2 separate regions of the Lactuca sativa genome follow, and region 1 is linked to region 2. Evidence: chromatin contacts called from public Hi-C data. All regions are on one chromosome and are shown on one strand. Each heading gives the region's core, a stretch centred on a gene start, on an enhancer-like site or on the middle of the called end of the contact. The rest is flanking DNA. Distances are from core to core; before and after follow the strand shown. Region 1 holds the start of LOC111896208 (calcium-dependent protein kinase 26). Region 2 holds the start of LOC111896204 (CMP-sialic acid transporter 2).

What was found. Hi-C and Micro-C count contacts between places; a contact is called where the count stands out from the background.
Region 1: a contact with region 2 is called in a Hi-C map of seed, with 4 times the contacts expected there. The contact joins the promoter of LOC111896208 here to the promoter of LOC111896204 in region 2. A contact is called at or near these places in 2 of 4 Hi-C or Micro-C datasets (leaf and seed).

The regions. Positions count from the first base shown.
Region 1 is chr8:198,081,766-198,088,073 of Lsat_Salinas_v11, reverse strand. It overlaps LOC111896208 (calcium-dependent protein kinase 26), which reads left to right and starts at 4,897. Exons shown (of 8, transcript XM_023892223.3): 1 at 4,897-5,111; 2 at 5,599-6,308. The coding sequence starts at 5,629.
Region 2 is chr8:197,911,709-197,918,505 of Lsat_Salinas_v11, reverse strand. LOC111896204 (CMP-sialic acid transporter 2) reads left to right here and starts at 4,236. Exons shown (of 15, transcript XM_023892220.3): 1 at 4,236-4,470; 2 at 4,704-4,767; 3 at 4,875-4,911; 4 at 5,016-5,127; 5 at 5,252-5,331; 6 at 5,418-5,493; 7 at 5,596-5,696; 8 at 5,797-5,868; 9 at 6,032-6,080; 10 at 6,183-6,224; 11 at 6,327-6,448; 12 at 6,542-6,601; 13 at 6,704-6,752. The coding sequence starts at 4,444.

The DNA of each region.
Region 1 (6,308 bases), core at 3,648-6,147, 170 kb before region 2:
CGCCTAACGTTCTGTGCCAAATACCTGGCGTTTGGACCAAAAACCTCATCGTCGGGATTACGATTGAGGATGTTGTTAGAAATAATGGACATCATTAGTGAATTCTTGAAGTTCCAAAACCTCCAACTTGGATTATCATGACTCCAGGAGGTGCGTTCAATGCTGAGCTCGTTTTGACAACGACGCAGAGGACATGTTTCTTCCTCGCCATGTCCAACACGTTTGACGAAGCTGGAGTTTTGAGTCCGAGCATACAAGGAAGACATTAGTTTCCGTTTTTATCAATCAAGATAAACAGGTTTCTTATCGTAAATAACCTAATCTAATTTTTGGTAAGAGCATTATGTAGATGGTTCGTATTGGGGCTTCATTTAAGGAAGCTATGCCACTATGCCAATGACATTGTATTTTAGGTCCGTGTAAGTCAATCCACGTGTTACGGGGTCAAACCCAAAAAAATGATAGGGATACAGTATACTCCAAAAGAACACTGCTAAATTGCACTAAAATTTAGTACAAGATAAGCAGGTTCGATCCACAGAGACACATGGATACAGTCTATACCTTTTTGCGTAAGGTACTTTGGTTACCAAAAAGAAAAAAAAAGGGGGGGGGGGGGGGGGTCGTATGAAATAATTCAAGTAAATGAATAAAGAAACGAGTAAATGATTAACTAGCTAAAATAGATTCAGAATTTGTAAAGGCTCCAACTCTATGTATGACAACATAGCAATGTGATTGAAAGTGAAACATCCCAAAAATACGGTCCAAAAATTTCATTTTTTAAATCATTAAACAAACCATAATTATCAAATGATTTCTTTCATAAACATAAGTTGTTTTCTCAAAACAAAGTATTAATTCAAAACATGCTTATTTTATCAGAGTAAAACATCCCATGCTAAACTCTTGGTGTGTGCGATGCAATCATCCCAAGCTCTTCCCTCCGCTACCGGAAGTACCTGAAACCAAAACTGAAAACCGTAAGCATGAAGCTTTGTGAGTTCCCCAATCTACAACATACCATACACATAATCACGTACTAGGCCCCCGCCCGTTACATCGGGACTTGCCCGACATCAGACTTGCTCCGGCATTGGGCCCCGCCCGGCATCAGGCCCCGCCTGGCATCGAGCCCCGCTCGGTATACAAATCTGTCTCTCTTAGGCCCCGCCTGTCTCTGGGCCTCACTCTCCATACATATACAATCATATAAACATACTAATACATATAGAAACATACTCTACCGTACTCCTGATCTAAGGCCTAGCCTAACTTGGGCCCCGTCCTTGGTATGCTACTAATGAGTTATGAAACCCCGTCCACACTCCTGCTGATAGTGAGATACGGGCCCTGCCCACACTCACTTCTCTCCTATCACGGGCCTCACCCCTACTTTGCTAATATTGAGATATGGAACCCCATCCATACTCATCTAGTGATGAGATACGGGACCTCGCCCACACTCACCTCCCTACCAGGCACATACAAGTATCATAAAGACAACATGTATAATCTAACATGCATATATAAATCTTCCTCGGGCTTTCCCCGATATTGGACCCCTGTTTGGAACATACTACCATACATATATACTTCGGGCTTGCCCCGGCATCGGACCTTGGTTCGGAACCTATCGTACCGACACATGCAAGAATCACAAAGACTTCTAGCATACTAACATTCCTCGGGCCTTGCCCGACATCGGATCGTGATCCAGAACATATAACATATAATGCCTAGGGCTAACCCCCGGGTCTTCCTACTATACACAAGCATAATGGGTTGGCATTGTGGCCTTAGACCCATGCACACAGTGAGGAGACTCACCTTGCACTGCTGAAGTCCTGCTGATACTTCTCTAGCTGCTAACTGGCAATTCCTCGAACTGCTGATCATTCGGCTCCCCGAACTATCAGTAACAACATGACACTTAGTCCCAAAATTTCCTCAAAGTCAAATTAGGTCAACCTTGGTCAAAGTCAAAGTCAACGCTCTGAGTTGACTCAACTCGCCGAGTTGCTCAATCAACTCACAGAGTTCCAGTAATCAGAATCCTGAAATCGCGATCCAACTCGTCGAGTCACCACCTGACTCGCTGAGTTCCCTGGCTACTCATGGTTGCGATTTATCGAATCAACTCGTCGAGTCAGCCCTCAGACTCACTGAGTTCTAGCATGAACAGAAACTGGACAACTCGCTTCGACTCGTCGAGTCCCTTCCTAGACTCGCCGAGTCTCTCATTCTGTTTGGTTCATCTTAATAGATTAAGCCCCTACAGTTCAAATCTAGACCCCAAACTTCGTCTTCATGCTAGAAATGACCCCTTAAGGGTAAAGTTTCCAACTTTACCCACTCCAAATCCTTCTTAATGGGTTTAGCCAAAACCCTAGTCCCCTCAAGACATAAATCTATGACCAAAACCCATATTACTCCAATCCATAGCAGGGGAACCAAGATCTAGACCCTAGTCACCCAATAAACACGTAAAGTCCTGAACTTTACATAAATCTATGACCAAAAGGCCATACTAGCATCCTTAGGGTTTGCATGAGACTCTAATGGCATAAAGTTTGCACCTTTATGCCTTCACAACCCTCAATGACTTCAGATCCGAAAGTATCATCAACTTGGGACATCCTTAACCTATGAATCCTACTTCTTGGAAAAAAAAACCCCATAAAGGGATCATAAAGAGATCTAAGAAACTACAAGGCAATTAGGAGCTTGATTACTAGAAAGTGATGAGATTAGAACGAAATCCATGGATCCACAACCTTCTCCTTGAACCTTCAATCTTCCTTTTCTTCTTCTAGCCTTCAAGAACACACGAAACACTCAAGGATGGCTCACACACTCTCAAAAGGCTCTAAGGTTTCGTGGTTTAAGTTCTAGACAATGAAGGCTGGGAATGGAACCAAGAGGAGGAGAATAAGATGTTTAAATAGGGCACCAAGTCCCAGATTTAGGGTTTCCCAAACCCTGACCAACTCGCTGAGTTGGTCCTCCAACTCGCCGAGTGGCTCACTTAACCCGCGACCCAAAATATGCTCCTACTCGTCGAGTCATCCCACCTACTCGACGAGTTGCCTTCTGATCTTGAGGTTTTCCTTTCCTTTCTAGGTCTTTTAAATTCGGGGTGTTACACAAAGATGACATGATATTTACTTACTTCTACCTAGGTTGGTACATATAAGTGCTAACAGGCTCTAACACTTCACATTCACCACATTAATTAACCCAAATAAGCTCTTTAATTAACCCTAACCTTACTAACCTAACCTAAAGAAGCTTTTAGTATTAAATTGAAAGATTACATTAAGTGTGATGTGAATGTTTCCAACAACACCCTACCCCTCACAAGTTTGGAAGCGTAAGAGTGTGTGGATAAGATTTACACTAAATTCATTCAATGGAAATCAGTTTAGTGCTTGTTACTTAGTCCAATCCGCAATTATAGATTTTGCAATTAGATAACTTGAATGACCTAACCCTGATTCAAATTATCAATAAGAATTACAATTATAATAAAGCATTCGATTAAAACAAAATCAAATTCAATAGATAGAAATTGAAAACAAACATCAAATCATATGATTGAAATCACAACTAAGAAGTCAAGACATAAAGTTGGAGAAACTAGGGTTCTAGACACACATGGCTAGAACAATCAACAAGTTAAAAAAAAGATGAAATAATCCGCAATGAAACTTACAAATCTAATGACAAAATGTTTCCAAATGATTACAATCGAAAACTTGTATTAGTACTAGAAATCACCATTCTCTAAGGGCTCTGAAATGAAGTGTAAGTCTAAAATGTACCAAAATCCTAAGATAGAGTAAAAAGGAAAAACCGCCAAAAGGCAGTTATAGGACCGAACAGGGCTTGTGTTGAAATAGGGTAAATCAATTCGACCAGTGTCGTGTAGAAAATGACTTGCCGTCTTCGGGACTTCTTCCAAAGTACATTGCTCAAAATTGCATAAATGGATCAACACAACCCGTGTCAATATAAGCTAAAATGACACGGTCCGTGTTCTGCAAGGTCCGTCTTTGCTTCTAGGCGAAAACTTGATTTTCCAACCTTTTTTGTTCCACGTTTGATCGTCCCGATACCTTCACCTGTGCTTCCCGCCACCTCCCAAAGCGCGTTTCCACCTCCGGATCACCTGAAATGAAGTGTAAGTTTAAAATGCACCAAAATCCCGAGATAGAATAAAAAGGAAAATTGCCAAAAGGCAGTTGTTGGACCGAACACGACCCTTGTTGAAATAGGGAAAATCAACACTGCCCATGTCATGTATAAAATGACTTGCCATCCTCAGGACTTCTCCCATAGTACATTGCTTAAAACTACATAAATATGCAAGTAAGATTGTTCCAATAAATAACAATACTTTTAATGAAATGAATATAAAATGAAGTAAACTACACTAAATCGATGCATAAAATGGACAAAAATATGTGCAAAAAGCACCTAATACTACGCTAGCTTCTAGCATGTACATTGGTTAACATGTCGCTCATATCCTTATCTTTCGGTAATAATATGTTACTTTAATGACTAATTGTGGAAAAAAAAACATTAGTGACCGATCTGAGATAAACACCAATCTTGGCTATTGTACAATATCAACTTTCCATCTTAATATAACATGTCAAATGTTTAGCCTATTTTATATATATATATATATATATATATATATATATATATATATATATATATATATATATATATATATATATATATATATATATATATATATATATATATATATATATATATATATATATATATATATATATATATATATATATATATTTTGGTGTTTCTGCAGGGCTTATGGGGATTTGATGGATAGTTTGAGGTAGTCATGTGTAATATTGTTGTGGATAGAGGAAGTTTAGAGGGAGATTGGTGAGCAGTAAGCTGGTCAGCACCCATCTTCCACCACCTCCTCCGTTCCTTCTTGGCAACAACACTGGAGTTTCCTACTTTTCATAAATTTAAACTTGTCAACACCCATGCTAGCTGTTCATCCGCTAATCATCATCCTTAGTCTTCTTCCTCAACCTGATCGCCGTTTAACTTTTACATTCGTCCTTCAGGTACTTTACTAGATCTATACCTCTTCTAATCTTATTACTTGCAACTACGTACTTGATTTCATCGATTTCTTCTGGTTGCTCTCATCTATTTTTAAGTCTTTCTCGTCATTTAATTTCATTTTCTCGTATGGGTTTTGCCTAAAATCAACAAATTTGAAGTCTTTCTGTCCATTTTAATAGTTTCTCATCTGTTTTTTTTTTTTTTTTTTTTTTTTTTTCCTGAAATCAACAAATTGAAATCTTTCTGTCCATTTTTATAGTTTCTCATCTGGGTTTTGCCAGAAAATCAACAAATTTGAAGTCTTTCTGTTGATTTTCAGCAAGTTCGCTCAGATTGGTTTTTTCTTGTTTAATCAACAATCTATTTACGATGAACTCAAGATTACTTCTCCGATCTGTTGGCAGATCTTTTTATTAAGAAAAAAGACGAAACTTTTCTTGAGGTGTTACATGTCTAATTTGTACGACTTGATACCTCTTTATGCAGCAAATTTGATGAGCAGAAGTTGATCGCTTTATGGGCAATACATGCCGTGGATCTTTAGGAACAAAACACACAGAAGGCTTTAATAAGCCCGAAGACCATTCAATCGCTACTCAAAACCCTTCTTCTGCTTTATCTAACAACTCTTTAGATTACTCACCCACCACCTTGATCAATCAAAACCTCATATCTCAAGAATTTTCAAAAGAACCCACTCCGAAACCCCTCCCTCTTCCCAAAAAAGACACCACCATAACCATGAGTCGCCATGGAACCTCCAACCAAGCTTACTACGTTCTTGGCCATAAAACCGATAACATTCGCGATGTCTACACATTGGGTCAAAAGCTAGGTCAAGGTCAATTCGGTACTACCTATTTATGCACTGAAATCGCAACAGGGATAGATTACGCTTGTAAATCGATTTCCAAAAGGAAGCTGATTTCAAAAGAGGATTTGGAAGATGTTAGGAGAGAGATTCAGATAATGCACCATTTAGCAGGACACAAGAATATTGTCACGATTAAGGGTGCATATGAAGATCCTTTGTATGTTCATATTGTCATGGAGCTTTGTAATGGTGGAGAATTGTTTGATCGGATCATTCAAAGGGGACATTATAGTGAGAGAAAAGCTGCTGAATTGACAAAGATTATCGTTGGTGTTGTTGAAGCTTGTCACTCACTTGGTGTTATGCATAGAGACTTGAAGCC
Region 2 (6,797 bases), core at 2,987-5,486:
TGATATTGAATATTTATAGTATTAAGCGCAAAACTCCCATATCCAGTGTGTCGATACTTAGTGTATCGCCTAAAAACCCAGAGTATTAAGTATGGAATTGTCGTACATAGTGTACCAACCTCAAATTGGCATACAAAGCACTAAATGGATGCTCCCATTCATAAAATTGGCATACTAAATTAAGAGTGCTTAGAGCAATACAAAAAAAGCGAACAAAGCCCAATGCATATTAAACAAGCATACCAGTGCAACACGGCCTAAGGGCCACAACAACAATACAAAAAAAAAAAGAAGGCCAACAAAGCCAAACCTACAAATTGTTTGTTCAAAATACAAGAGACAAGTAATAAAAAGATTTTCACGCCCCATAAGGGGTAGCACACGGTGCATGGGCACCTTCACCAGCATCAACAACAAGCCCACCAACATGTTCACCCACATCCTCATCAGCGCCACCAACGGGTCCACCACCACCACCACTGCCAACATCACCACCAACTCCTTATCAACATTACTAAACCCCCATCACCATCACCACTACCACTAGCACCCTCGCCACCGCCAACACCTCCACCATCATCACCAATTAAATCATCAACACTACCTCTAACACTAAGATCATCTACAACATCGATCGCCATACCTTCAGGAGTATACTCAGAACCTGTGAAAGCGCAAAGCTCCCGGACCCTTTGGATATCCAAATTACCCAATCCTAGTCAAGATGCATGGTCCATACTAGAAAACGCAAGAAGGGCCTCATTCCTTACAACGGGACCAGGATGGGGGACCCCAACACCAGGATTAACAGACTTAGAAGCCGCTCCATAAACCAAGGCACTGCGACTGGATTCTGCCCCAACGACGAAAGCAGAATGGCGAATGAGACTCACATCACTTGTAAAGTCCGGGGTGTTCAATCAGCTTATCCACAATCCGAACAAGACCCACGTGCAGTAACCAGTCCAAATCACGCTGGGTAGCTTCAACACCTGCTTGAACTGTGGCAATCAATCTGTCACGGTCAGCAACATCGCGCTCCAGACTTTCAACCTGAATCAGCAACCCTTCATTCACTTGAGTAAGGGAATCAACCTTGGCCTCTAAGGCGGACCTGACTTCCTCCGCAGCAGCCTTTTCAGCAGCAAGCAACTGACATTTTTGCTCCAAACCCTGAGTGTCACTTCCAAGCTCAGACACTTGGCGCCTTAACCCAGCTTCACGAGAATCACACCCTGCATGAACAGTCTCCATTTCACTGAGCAGCTGAATACGCCGAGCACCTGCAACAAGGTAAAACATAGCATGTGTAGCGACATAAGACATATTATGGGAAAGAGCGGAGCTGCCCATGACCTCCATATCAGCAACCACAGCAAGAGGAAATGCGTGCCAAGAAAACTCCACCTTGTTGGTATGCACAGAAAGCTGAGATTCATTGTTGAGACTCCAGGCAAGGACAAAAGTGGGGGGCCCAGAAGAACCCCCGCCAGTGTCCCCACCAGGAGGAGTTGGGACCCGCTCCACACTATCGAAACCTTTGAGTGGAGAAGAGTTAGAAAGAACTTGAGAAATAGCTTGAACAGGAATATCGGGCTGCTTTGACGCCCCTGGGATCCCCTCGGACTGTTGAACGTCGTCATCGGGGATCACGAAAATCGCCGCCGGTGTTGAGGATATCAAATTCAGAAGGCGGGTGAAACTGCGCCTCGTATGAACTCGTTTAGCGACATTAGGTGCAGCGGGTAACCGTTTCGCCCATGGTTAAGACGGATTTCCTCTTGGCCTGCATGCGGCAGACATCAGAGATTATACCATCTTTGCTGTCCTCATCCACCTCAGCGGAACTGGAGCAAGCGCCAGTCGGGGGTATGACGGTTGAAACTGGACAAACGGCCAAAATGGTTCCCCCAACTGATGTCGATGCCCCCAACCACAGGAGAAACAGGAGCGGCAGTGGTCAGGGTAAGCTGGTCAAGGTGTTGTGGGGGAGGAAGATGATCGACCAAATCCGCCTCTCGGCACTCCAACTTCCCCCGGTAACGCTTCTGTAGCACCTCGTCCATGGACAGGGAAGACTCAACACCTGCAAAAGATGAGGTACAAGGAAAGCGCATAAACAAACGTAAGGATCAAGCAGACTAAAACCCTAACCCTAATGGAAGAAAGAAATAGCAGGAAGGGGGGGGGGGAGAGATGAAGAGCAAGGAGAGATAATACGAGCAGTTACCATTACCATCAGCAATGAAGGAAAAGACCGCCATTTTCCCCCGTCGCCTCCAGGAGGGGCTCATTCCCATGGCCAGTAGTGCCTCGGAGTAGTCCTCAGGGGTGACCTGGATGCTCTTTAGGAGGTCGGCGACACCCTGGTTGCACGGAAACAGTTTGGGAGTAATGTCGACAAAGGAGTTAGCACGATACCGTCCATTACCTGCCAAGCTGTGATTCACCTACAACCACTTATCTTGCCAGTTCTTAGGGTCCGTCCATTAGGAACCAGGGTGTGTCCCCCTTGCCGGACGGAAAAAGTACACTTGTCACCAGTACAGCAGAACCTAAAAAAGTACTTGAAGACGAAGTAGTCGGGGAGAACGCCATTGGCACAACAGATCATCTCGAACGCCACTACCTTGTTTACGACGTTGGGAGTCAACATCTGGATGCTACAACCGTCCTTCTGCAAGACCTCCTCCTGGAAATCGGTAAGGGGGAGGCATAGTCCAGCTTCAAGGTTCTTCAGATAAACCCCCACTTTTCTAGGAGGAAGAGACATAATGGACGAACCAGGTCATGGGAACTCGACCTCATCCGCTGAAGAAAGGTCGTACGTCTTCTCAAGAAACCTGTACTCAACTTTAGTAGAAAGGATTCCGGATGGACCAGCCATGGAAGAGAAGAGGAAAAGGAACCCTAGAAGAAAGAAAAACATAGGAGAGGAAGCGTGAAGAAAAATGAAAGAACGACGATAAGCGTTCTTATAGTATGGTTTTCCCGCACCCATTATGTTGGGAAAGAGGTTAGAGATGTTGTAGATTTCTCCAGTTCTCACCCTCACCACACACTGGCTTTTGAGGTCGTATATCATTACAGCACCCCCATTATGGTGTCAGATCACACTTATCACACTCCACTATAGGTGTATACCCCTTTAGTCTAACAATGTCTTACAATGACATCATAAATAATTACATCTACCATAAATTTTTTTAAACTTATAATTTTGTTGGCTAAAAACGAGAATACCTAAATAGTATGAAGTGTCTAAAAATTTAAGTAGTCATTTTTTTGAAACATCTTTAGAGTGGATGGTGTCGAACTAGGCCTGTTGAAAATAATCGATACCTGTTTACCTGACCTGACCCGTTCTGAATTCGGGTAGATCGGTCTGGGTATCAGATTCGAAAATTCGGGTAATCGGGTAACCCAATACTTAAATAGGTTGGATATTGGGTAGCTTTAAAAAAATTCGGGTATACCCGATCTTTTAAAAAAAACTGATACATTAGCTATAATAACTATTAAACTTATATTGATCCATTAACTTACATAGTTAATATTTGAGTATCGATAAATTATCAATAGTCAATTTCAAAAGAAAAAAAATTTGTAAAACAAAAATATCATAAAGAAAACGTAGTGCACATGTATAAGGGTATATGTAAAACTTGATCTACCCGAACCCGAGTACCCGAAGTGTAATATAGGTCGGATATCGAGTAGTATTTTAAAAAAAAACCCGAATTATCCGAAATCCGAAAATTATACCCGATCAACACCCTTATCTTGAAGCACAATGGCGGAAAAAAGACATCGTCTTCATTCTCGTTGGAAACACATATCCGAATAGCTAGGGAAAGAGGTTCCTTCGGGTTGTGCTCTCCAAGCTTGCTTGTTTCTTTCGTTCTCCTTTCATCATTGTCATGGGCATCATGAGTTGTATTAAAATGTTATGGAAAGGAGATGTTAGAAAGAACCATTCCCATATGTTAGAGAAGAAAAAAAAGAAAAAAAAAACTGATATGGTTTTATGGATGAATTACTCTCGGCCATTACACATTTCATACAAAAATAAACATGATTATACAAATTAAAAACAAATAAAAAAAAAGATTGTTACATAAGTAAATAATGAAACCTTATTTTATATTAAATCCTTTAGATCGTATAAACCAATTCAATTAATCAAATTACGACAATTACACTTTAAATCAAAAAATCATATCTAAACAATAAAATACACCTTGATTCAAGCATCAAATTACATCCATTTACAAGTTACTCTTTTTAGTCTCTGAGATACTACCAGTAGAGAATAGAGATCACTCCGTCCACCGTTGATGCTTGTTTCGGCCATCGAGTTCATCAGCTGCTCATACACTCTCCTCCAACCGACATCGGTCTGGATCCAGTTTTGTACTGCGAAATTCAAATTGAAACGTTGTAATGGAGTACAGAAGGATCAAAGATCAGGTTCGAACACTGTTCTCTTCTTCTCCATGTTCTACGCCCTAGATTTCTTTCTCTTATTTTATCATACTCTTTATATAATTTGGGGCTCTCTGCATTCTCATCGATTTTGTCGGTTAAGTCGAATTAAACAACACATATCTCATCCTCATGGTTAGATTCGACCTCGATCTGCTTCTTTGCAGTATTGTTGAGTCCACATATTCAGTGTAATGTAATGTAATGTTACCTTGTAGGATAAGGATGTGAATCCTGCTACCGAAGACCTCGAGAGCTTACGCGGAAAAGCTATTTTAGATGGTATCATACAGTTTTTCAGATTATACATGTGTTGTAAAATACTAAAATGTCATCTTGTAGGAGTTTTGTCTTCCTTTTGTCCTGAAGGTTTGTGCTGACATTTTCAGGTCCTGCACCTTATGACAAAACAAAGTGGAAGATGAAGTAAGTAGTAGTCTCTAACTCTCTACCATATCATTGCCAATTTCATTATATGCTATAAGATTTCGTATGTCATGATCTGTATTTCCTTCTCTTGATTGCAATAGGTCTATGGTGACACTAGCATTAACTTTTCTAACAAGCTCCCAAGCTATACTTATTGTCTGGTCCAAAAGAGCTGGAAGATACGAGTACAGTGTCACAACAGCAAACTTTTTGGTGAGGAACTTTTTTTTCCAGGATTTCAAGTGAAAAACCTCTACTTTTTGCTCCATACTCTGATTGAGAATTCTTTCTTATATTGTCTTATGCTAGACCTCCATTTTCCTTGCTTTGGAATCAGGTTGAGGCTTTGAAATGTGCACTATCGCTTTTGGCCTTGGGTAGAATATGGAGAACTGAAGGTGTGACTGAAGATAACAGGTTTCTTCAATAATCTTTCTTCAAAATTAAATCTGTCCCATTGTTTCATTGCATTATGAAAGTATGAAACTCACTCTTTTCATCAGGTTGAGTACAACAGTAGATGAAGTTAGTGTTTACCCCATTCCTGCAGCACTTTACCTTGTAAAAAACTTGCTCCAGGTTGGTTTTTATCTTTTTATCTTTTTATCATTTTTCAATCTGACATTATTAATTGTATTGAATTGAATTGAATTCTTTCTGATGCATGTCTGTATTTTGTAGTACTATATCTTTGCATATGTGGATGCTCCAGGGTATCAAATCTTGAAAAACCTGAATATCATCAGCACTGGTGTGTTGTATCGTATAATTCTCAAGAAGAAGTATGTGTTCCTCTATCCTTTATGTAAATCCTCATGATGAGTGATGATTACTTCACATATTGACTTTTGTTTGAATTCAATTGACTTTAACTTTTCATAGGTTAAGTGAGATCCAATGGGCTGCTTTCATTTTACTTTGTGCAGGGTGCACAACAGCACAACTTAACCCTTCGTAAGTTTGATTATCTTCAGTATACAATTTTTTTTTCTTATATTGTTTCTGAATTGGATGTGAATTTCCATAAACAAACAGTTCATCTTTATTCAATTCTTTTTATAATAGTATCGTTGATTTCTTTAATTCTTTATGATTATGTTTCACTTTTCATTAACAGTTCTGATCATGTGCTTCAGACTCCTTTCGTAGGTTGGATAATGGCCATTGTGAGTCCTTGTATTTTTCAACTTATTAATGTCATATTACAAATATTTTTTTTTATTAAAATAATTAGTATTCTGATATGTACTCAATTATTTCTTTTCCAGATCATGGCACTTTTAAGTGGTTTTGCTGGAGTCTACACAGAGGTAAACAGTGTAGTTTGTTGATTTTTAGGATAAGGTCCAGTAGTTACTTAATGGGGGGCAAAATGGTCATTTCACATGCGTTTAACTCATATCTATTTTCAGGCTATAATAAAGAAACGTCCTTCGAGGAACATAAATGTGCAGAATTTCTGGTTATATGTTTTTGGGATGGCTTTCAATGTTGTTGCAATCATTATCCAAGATTTTGATGCTGTTGTCAACAAGTATGTTTCTTATACTCTGTGTAAAAAGACGTAAATGCCCTTCTCATCTTTTTATCAATACATCATTAACTACAATTTTTGTCTTTTGTGCAGGGGATTTTTCCATGGATATTCACTGATTACAGTTCTCATGATTATCAACCATGCCCTAAGGTATTTTATTTATACCAAGATCTGAAAGATATGCTTTTTTTTTTTTTTTTTTAAAATAAGATTTAATTGAAATAAAAATAAAAATGTTTAATTTATTTGCAGTGGGATTGCTGTGTCCATGGTGATGAAGTATGCTGACAATATTGTGAAGGTAAGTTGATTGGTATTTACAGTATTGCCATTATTGGTATTTACA